Linked DNA regions of Pan troglodytes: region 2 is linked to region 1. Evidence: chromatin contacts called from public HiChIP or PLAC-seq data. All regions are on one chromosome and are shown on one strand. Each heading gives the region's core, a stretch centred on a gene start, on an enhancer-like site or on the middle of the called end of the contact. The rest is flanking DNA. Distances are from core to core; before and after follow the strand shown. Region 1 holds the start of SLC22A17 (solute carrier family 22 member 17). Region 2 holds the start of ZFHX2 (zinc finger homeobox 2).

Region 1 (3,666 bases), core at 672-3,171:
TTTCTAGCCCTTACCTAGGATTAGAGAATAAAGTACCTATCAGGTAACAAATCTCTTAGAGATGTGTGTCTCTACCTTTAATGTATAATACCTATGCCTGGAGATCTGGTTAAAATACAGATTATGATTCAAGGGTCTGGGTGAGGCTTGGATTCTGCATTTCTAACAAGCCCCCAGGTATGCTGCTGGTCCATGAACCACACTGTGAGTAGCAATTCTAGAGGTTAGGGAAGACTCCTGTGTAGCAAAGATGTTTGAGCTGAGAGCTAAATGATGAGAAAAATGTGACTAAGAAGCTTTTTAGGTGCAGGAACCAGCTTGTTCAAAGGCCTCATGGCACTGGGAAAACTAGAAGAAGGTCTGTGGCTGGAGTGCAGAGAGTTTGGGGAAAGAAGTGAAACGGAACTACAGACAGCATGTGACCAGGCATGTAGAACCATGTATGAGGTATCTAGATTTTTAATATTCACTGTGACAAGTGAGGAAACACCACTGAAGGCTGGTTAGCAGGAAAGATACATGATCAGATCTGTATTTTGAAAAGATCATTCTATCTGACTATAAATGACATATGGGTGGTAAGGAGGTATAAACAAAGCGGATGCTGAACACCAGTTAGGAATTAGGGGGCTAAAGTGGTCTTTGCAACAGGTCGCTTGACTAATAGTGGTAGAGATGGAGAGATGTGGGATGTCTGAGAATATATAGGAAGTAAAATGGGCAGAATTTTGTAAAGGATTCAACATGGATAAGGAAGAGAAAGCTCTAAAGGTTGTTGCCTGAGCATTTGGCCACAATGCGATGTTGAGGGTGCCATTCACTGCAGAAAAAAGCAGTGGAAGCCAACCAAGTTATGGGGGAAAAGCAAAAATTTGGTCTTGAACATATTGAGTTTGAGGTCCCTGTGAATCATCCAAGGTGAAGGTCAAATAAGAGGTGGCTTCATAGGTCTGGAGCTCAGAACAGAGGTGGAAGCTGGAGATGTCAGTCTGGGCGTCAGGTTTGTATTGTTTGTGTGGGTGGTGATTGAAGCTGTGGGCATAGGTAAGATCCCAAGGTGGAGACAGTGTGAGATGAGAGGAGGGCCTAGGACTAAGTCTGTGAGGATTCCAGACACTGAACGATGGTGTCTAAATGATACAGACAGGAATGGCCCTAGAAGCCAGCACCACAGCCTCATCACTACCAATACAGACCCCTCCTGCAGTTGCGTCACCCCGCTGGACTTCAATCATTGCCTCAAGAACCGGGAGGATAATGGCCTGCCCATGCTCAGCACCAATGCCATGAGCTGGAAGACGATTTCTGCAATGGAGAAAAGGGGAGCAGGAGAGACTCAGCAGCAAAGGAAGAGAGTGTTTAGAGGAAGAGGGGTCCACAGTGCCAAATGCTGTTGAGAAATGGAGATTCAAACAGGATGGGAGTGATGAAACCCAAGAAAGTGGTCTCCTTGTAGAGGACTGAAGCTAGGGCTGATACAGGGCCAAGACAGTCTTCCATATGCATAAGTTGTACTGTAATAGCCAGTTTACATGTCTGTCTCCCTGGAGTAAAGGTCTCCAAAGTGGAACTTGTCCACCCTGTTATCCTTAAAGTCTAGTGCAAGTCCTGGAACGTAGTGGACACTTAAATTTTACTGATTAGTGAATGGGTGAATGAATGAATGAATGAATGATGGCAAATGATTGGAAGCAGAGGAAGAATCTCTGGCATCTGCCTGGACTAGCTACTATCCTTCAGCTTTTTTTCTTTTTTACCGCAATGGCCCGCAGACCCAGGAAAGAGACGACAGAGCCCCCCTTCCCTCCCTCCCCTGGGCCCTGGCCCCCCTTCCTCTCTCTGACGAAGAGTCTGGACCGAAGGTTCTGCTGACGTGGGAAGGGGAGGAGAGTCTAGAGGAAGGGGAGGGGAAAGCAGCGCAGAGATCGCAGAGACCAAGGAGGCGCCCGCGGCTGCAGAGCTGCAGAGCGGGATCTCTTCGAGCTGTCTGCGTCCGGGCAGCCGGCGCGCAACTGAGCCAGAGGACAGCGCATCCTTTCGGCGCGGGCCGGCAGGGGCCCTGCGGTCGGCAAGCTGGCTCCCCGGGTGGCCACCGGGACCCCCGAGCCCAATGGCGGGGGCGGCGGCAAAATCGACAACACTGTAGAGATCACCCCCACCTCCAACGGAGTAAGTGCCCGAGCCCCAGGTGGCGACGCCATCCTCTCCCAGCACCCCCGCCCCCGCGGAGCGCCTGGCATTTTCCTCCTGCGCATCCCCCGCCCCTGACTGCCTTCCTAGCCCTCCCTCCCACCCGCCCCCTGCCCTTGCTCTGCGGTTTCCTCCGCTTCACCCTTCTCCTGCCACCCCCTGCCCCCCAACAGCAGGTCGGGACCCTCGGAGATGCGGTGCCCACGGAGCAGCTGCAGGGTGAGCGGGAGCGCGAGCGGGAGGGGGAGGGAGACGCGGGCGGCGACGGACTGGGCAGCAGCCTGTCGCTGGCCGTGCCCCCAGGCCCCCTCAGCTTTGAGGCGCTGCTCGCCCAGGTGGGGGCGCTGGGCGGCGGCCAGCAGCTGCAGCTCGGCCTCTGCTGCCTGCCGGTGCTCTTCGTGGCTCTGGGCATGGCCTCGGACCCCATCTTCACGCTGGCGCCCCCGCTGCATTGCCACTACGGGGCCTTCCCCCCTAATGCCTCTGGCTGGGAGCAGCCTCCCAATGCCAGCGGCGTCAGCGTCGCCAGCGCTGCCCTAGCAGCCAGCGCCGCCAGCCGTGTCGCCACCAGTACCGACCCCTCGTGCAGCGGCTTCGCCCCGCCGGACTTCAACCATTGCCTCAAGGATTGGGACTATAATGGCCTTCCTGTGCTCACCACCAACGCCATCGGCCAGGTGAGGCGGCCAGGCGGGCCGCGGGTCTGGGGGCGGGCAGAGAGCGGCGAGGGCGGGGCCTCACGCCCGCTGCACCCTTCTCACATCCCCAGTGGGATCTGGTGTGTGACCTGGGCTGGCAGGTGATCCTGGAGCAGATCCTCTTCATCTTGGGCTTTGCCTCCGGCTACCTGTTCCTGGGTTACCCCGCAGACAGGTGAGGGCTGTCGTGGGGGCAGGGCTGGTAGAAAGGAGGGGGTGCTAGGGAAGCTAACCCAAGCAGCGGGCGTTTACAGGAGGTCGAAGACGATTCGCTGGACTCTGCAGTCTTCTCTGGACTTCTATTCAATGGTCTATCCATGTCTCAACTTCACTCCCCATCAAGAAATACACCTTCCCTACCTCTTCCGCGCAAGGGAATGACTCGACCTCTATGGACTATTAGTCCCATTCCCACTAATTAGTGGCCCCCTATCCGTGAATCAATGGCCTCATCTCCAAAGAGAATAGTCTCATCCCCACTAACAGCCCACATGGACTGTTAGCTCCATCTCAGTGACCTCATTCCTGAAGATCAATATGTTAATTCCTAAACACCAACAGCTCCATTCCCACTGATCAATAGTTCAACTTCACAAACAAATTACCCCATTTCTGACCAGCGACCCCTCCCCTACAAGTCAACTAACTATCTCCAAAGACAATATCCTCAGACCCAATAACCCACAGTCCCATGCCTGCCACCAAATGACCCAACCCTCTGTAGGTGAATAGCCCATAGATTAGAAGTCACACCCTCATGGATCCTCAGGGCTTTGAG
Region 2 (3,666 bases), core at 744-3,243, 200 kb before region 1:
ACCACCATGCCCGGCTAATTTTTTGTAATTTTAGTAGAGATGGGGTTTCACCCTGTTAGGATGGTCTCGATCTCCTGATCTCGTGATCCACCCGCCTCCACCTCCCAAAGTGCTGGGATTACAGGTGTGAGCCACCGCGCCCGGCCTGTTTTTGTTTTTGAGACGGAGTTTCACTCTTGTTGCCCAGGCTGGAGTGCAATGGTGTGATCTTGGCTCACCGCAACCTCTGCCTCCCGGGTTCAAGCGATTCTTCTGCCTCAGCCTCCCGAGTAGCCGGGATTACAGGTGCCCACCACCACGCCCAGCTAATTTTGTATTTTTAGTAGAGACAGGGTTTCTCCATGTTGGTCAGGCTGGTCTCGAACTCCTGACCTCAGGTGATCCACCCACCTCAGCCTCCCAAAGTGCTGGGATTACAGGAGTGAGCCACCATGCCCGGCCAGCCTCTGCTTTTTCATTGAGAAAATGTGGCCTGCCTCACAGTTACCTGTGAGGATTCAGTCATAAACTGTCACATAGTATAAACTCAAAATGTTCCTTTATCTCTCCTTTTTGTCATGTGAACTTCAGCGTTTTGTTGTGTTGTTTAAGAGAAGTAGGCTATAGCAGTTAGTATGGGCCCTGGAGCCAGACCATGGAGGTTTTTGAGTCCTGGCACTGTCACTTACTTATTGGCCATTGGACCTTGGGCCTGTTAATTCATTTGTTTGTGCCTTAGTTTCCTCAATAAATGAGACTATAATAGCATCTACCTCATGCTTGAGGTATTGAGAGGAGTAAACAATATATGTAAAAGTGCTTGGAACTGTCCCTGTGCATTCAAGAAATCTTAAAAATTATTGTTATTAGAATACAGGAGCGGCCGGGTGAGGTGGATCACGCCTATAATCCCAGGACTTTGGGAGGCTGAGGCCGGTGGATCACCTGAGGTCAGGAGTTCGAGACCAGCCTGGCTAAGATGGTGAAACCCCCGTCTCTACTAAAAATACAAAATTAGCAGGGCATGGTGGTGGGCACCTACAATCCCAGCTACTTGGGAGGCTGAGGCAGGAGAATCACTTGAACCTGGGAGGCGAAGGTTGCAGTGAGCCGGGATCATGCCACTGCACTGTAGCCTGGGCGACAGAGTGACTCTGTCTCAAGAAAAAAACAAACAAACAAAAAAACGGGCTGGGCGTGGCGGTGGCTCACACCTGTAACCCAGCACTTTGGGAGGCCGAGGCAGGCGGATCACAAGGTCAGGAGTTCGAGACCAGCTTGACCAACATGGTGAAACCCCGTCTCTACTAAAAATACAAAAATTAGCTGGGTGTGTTGATGCATGCCTGTAATCCCAGCTACTTAGGAGGCTGAGGTAGGAGAATCGCTCGAACCCGGTGGTGGAGGTTGCAGTGAGCAGAGATCGCACCACTGCACTCCAACCTGGGCGACTGAGCGAGACTCCGTCTCCAAAAAAAAAAAAAAAAAAATTCAGGAGCACTTAATAAGCAATAAACTGAAGATGAGGAGGAGCCCAAACCTCCCCCTACCCAGCTCAGGGGACTATGTAACCATGTGGAGGAGGCAGAAGCTCTCAGAGACTAAAGAGTAATTGCTGCGGTAGAGAAGGTTCTAGTACCCAATTTCGCGGGGGGAGATGGGGGAGGCGGAATAATAAGGCAGGAAGAAGAGAATGAAAAAAGGAGGCCTTGGGCGGCTCAGGGCTTGTTCTGAAGCTGATTTAAAACAAAACAACAAAACACATGTATGGTTTCTGCAGGCCACAGGATGAAGAGGAGAGGAGACGGAAAAGAGTTTAAAGGGGCCTGCCCTCTTTGCAGGCACCGGCTTGAACCTGGAGGCGACCTGGTGGGCTGGCCGGCCTGCCTCCGGCCCTGGGTCCCGCGAGGCAGGCAGGCGGGCGCGAACAGACTACAACTCCCGGCATGCGCCGCGGCGGGCGGGCCGCTGCACCTGCTCAGTGGGGCAGCCCCGGGCGCCTGGGTATTGATTATTCCATTGTGTGGGACGCCTAGACTCCAGCCAGTGAATGAGGCGGAGGAGTGAGGGCGAGGAGGAGGAGGAGGAGGAGGGCGAGGAGGAGGAGGAGGAGGAGGCAGGGAGCGAGCGAGTGCCCAGGGTGAATCAATGGAAACCCCCTCACGAAGCCGGGGAAACACTTCAGCCGCAGCCAAATAGCATTGATTATTTTCCTTCACTTCCCTCACCGCCGTGAATTTATTTATTTATTTTTTCCATCTCCGTCCCTGACGCCCCGGAGCGAGCGCTGGAGGGAGGGAGGAGGAGGGGAAAAAAGAGGAATCAACACATCGGAGAAGTCCCTTCCAAGAGCCGCCCCCTCCCCTCCCCGCCTCGCGCTGCTCGGTGGCCGCGGTTCGACTCCCGTCCCTGCTTCCAGCTGAGGTGTAAGTGCATCGATTTCCGATGCTGCTGGGTTGGTTTTTTTCTCCTCTCCCTCTCTCTCTTCTTCCCTTCCTTGCTCTTTGGAAGCTCGAGACGGGAGAGGAGGCGCTTGGAGACTGCCGCTGGAGGGGACGGAGAGGGACGGGAAGGGGCTGGGGGAGGGGACAAGGACGGACAGACAGACCGAGAGCCCTGGGAGATAGCGGACAGGGGTGTGGGAGGAAGAGGGCGTGCGCGAGGATGGGGGAAGAGAGAGATGCGGGGGTGGAGGGAGAAACGGCAACGGGAAAGGCAGAGGCCCGCCGGACAGACGAAGGGTATGGAAAGCCTAGACGGACCGCGCCGAGTTGGGCAGGGAGCGGGGTCCCGGGGGGAAGGGGAGGCCCGGTGAGTGTGAGGGCTCAGAGCTGTCAGCCTGGAGGGGCCTGGGTCTCGGCGGCCCCCCGCCGGCTGTGGGATGGGAGAACCGCGGCCGGCGGGCTGATGGATGGGCTAGCGCGCTGGGGCGTGGAGTGGGAGGGGACGTGGATACTCTCAGTCTTCGTTCGTTTTTGGCTGAAGTTGGGCTTTCCATTCCTTTTTTTGAAAGTGTTGAGTAGGTGAGGGGAGGCCATAAGCCCATTCAAGGTGAAGCGTGTCTGTCCTGCACGCCCATCCTACCACCCCCATCCGCTCGTCTGCCCCTCTGAGCAGCCCTATCATTTTCAAGCACAGGACCACGCTTCTCGCTGTGCCTGTAGCCCCGCTGATCTCTGTCCATGTGTCCCTGACTTTTGGTTTTGCTGTTCTTCATCTTGTCTGTTCCATCCCATCCATCTCTGGATCTGTATGTCACTGTCTCCACTTGTGACCCTTCCCATCTGAGTGATCCTCTCCTTGTGTGTCTCTATCACTATGTGTCACGCCTTGGCTGCCTGTTCTGTCGGTCTAGGATTCCATGCCCTCTCCTTCAGAGTCTGTCTGGATATCTCTGGCCTTTTCAGGCTACTTTGGAATTTGCTTATCAGTCATGATTGTGGCGGTCACAGTCAGGGCCTGGAGGAGTGGGATGATGGAGCAAATGTGTCTTCGCCAAAGCCTCTAGTGCCTTCAGCATGGCCAGGACAGCCTCTTCTTCCACCATCACCAGAGAAGCTTTGGAACTTCCTAGCATTGTTGACTGTCCCCTTTGCCATGTGCCTGTCTCCCTCATCAGAACCTCACCTTCTGGTCTCATGCGTGTCATCTGCCTTTCCAGCAGCTTCCCACAACAAAACCTCTTCC

Evidence for each region. HiChIP or PLAC-seq counts read pairs in DNA pulled down with a chosen protein or histone mark.
Region 2: an H3K4me3 HiChIP or PLAC-seq map of stem cell-derived excitatory neurons shows a contact between it and region 1, with 2.4 times the contacts expected there. The contact joins the promoter of ZFHX2 here to the promoter of SLC22A17 in region 1. A contact is called at or near these places in 1 of 7 Hi-C or Micro-C datasets (induced pluripotent stem cells) and 1 of 1 datasets of contacts at active chromatin or transcription factors (stem cell-derived excitatory neurons).

What each region holds. Positions count from the first base shown.
Region 1 is chr15:21,722,512-21,726,177 of NHGRI_mPanTro3-v2.0_pri, reverse strand. SLC22A17 (solute carrier family 22 member 17) reads left to right here and starts at 1,921. Exons shown (of 10, transcript XM_063793233.1): 1 at 1,921-2,169; 2 at 2,364-2,867; 3 at 2,960-3,063. The coding sequence starts at 2,601.
Region 2 is chr15:21,922,156-21,925,821 of NHGRI_mPanTro3-v2.0_pri, reverse strand. It overlaps ZFHX2 (zinc finger homeobox 2), which reads left to right and starts at 1,993. Exons shown (of 10, transcript XM_016925893.4): 1 at 1,993-2,405.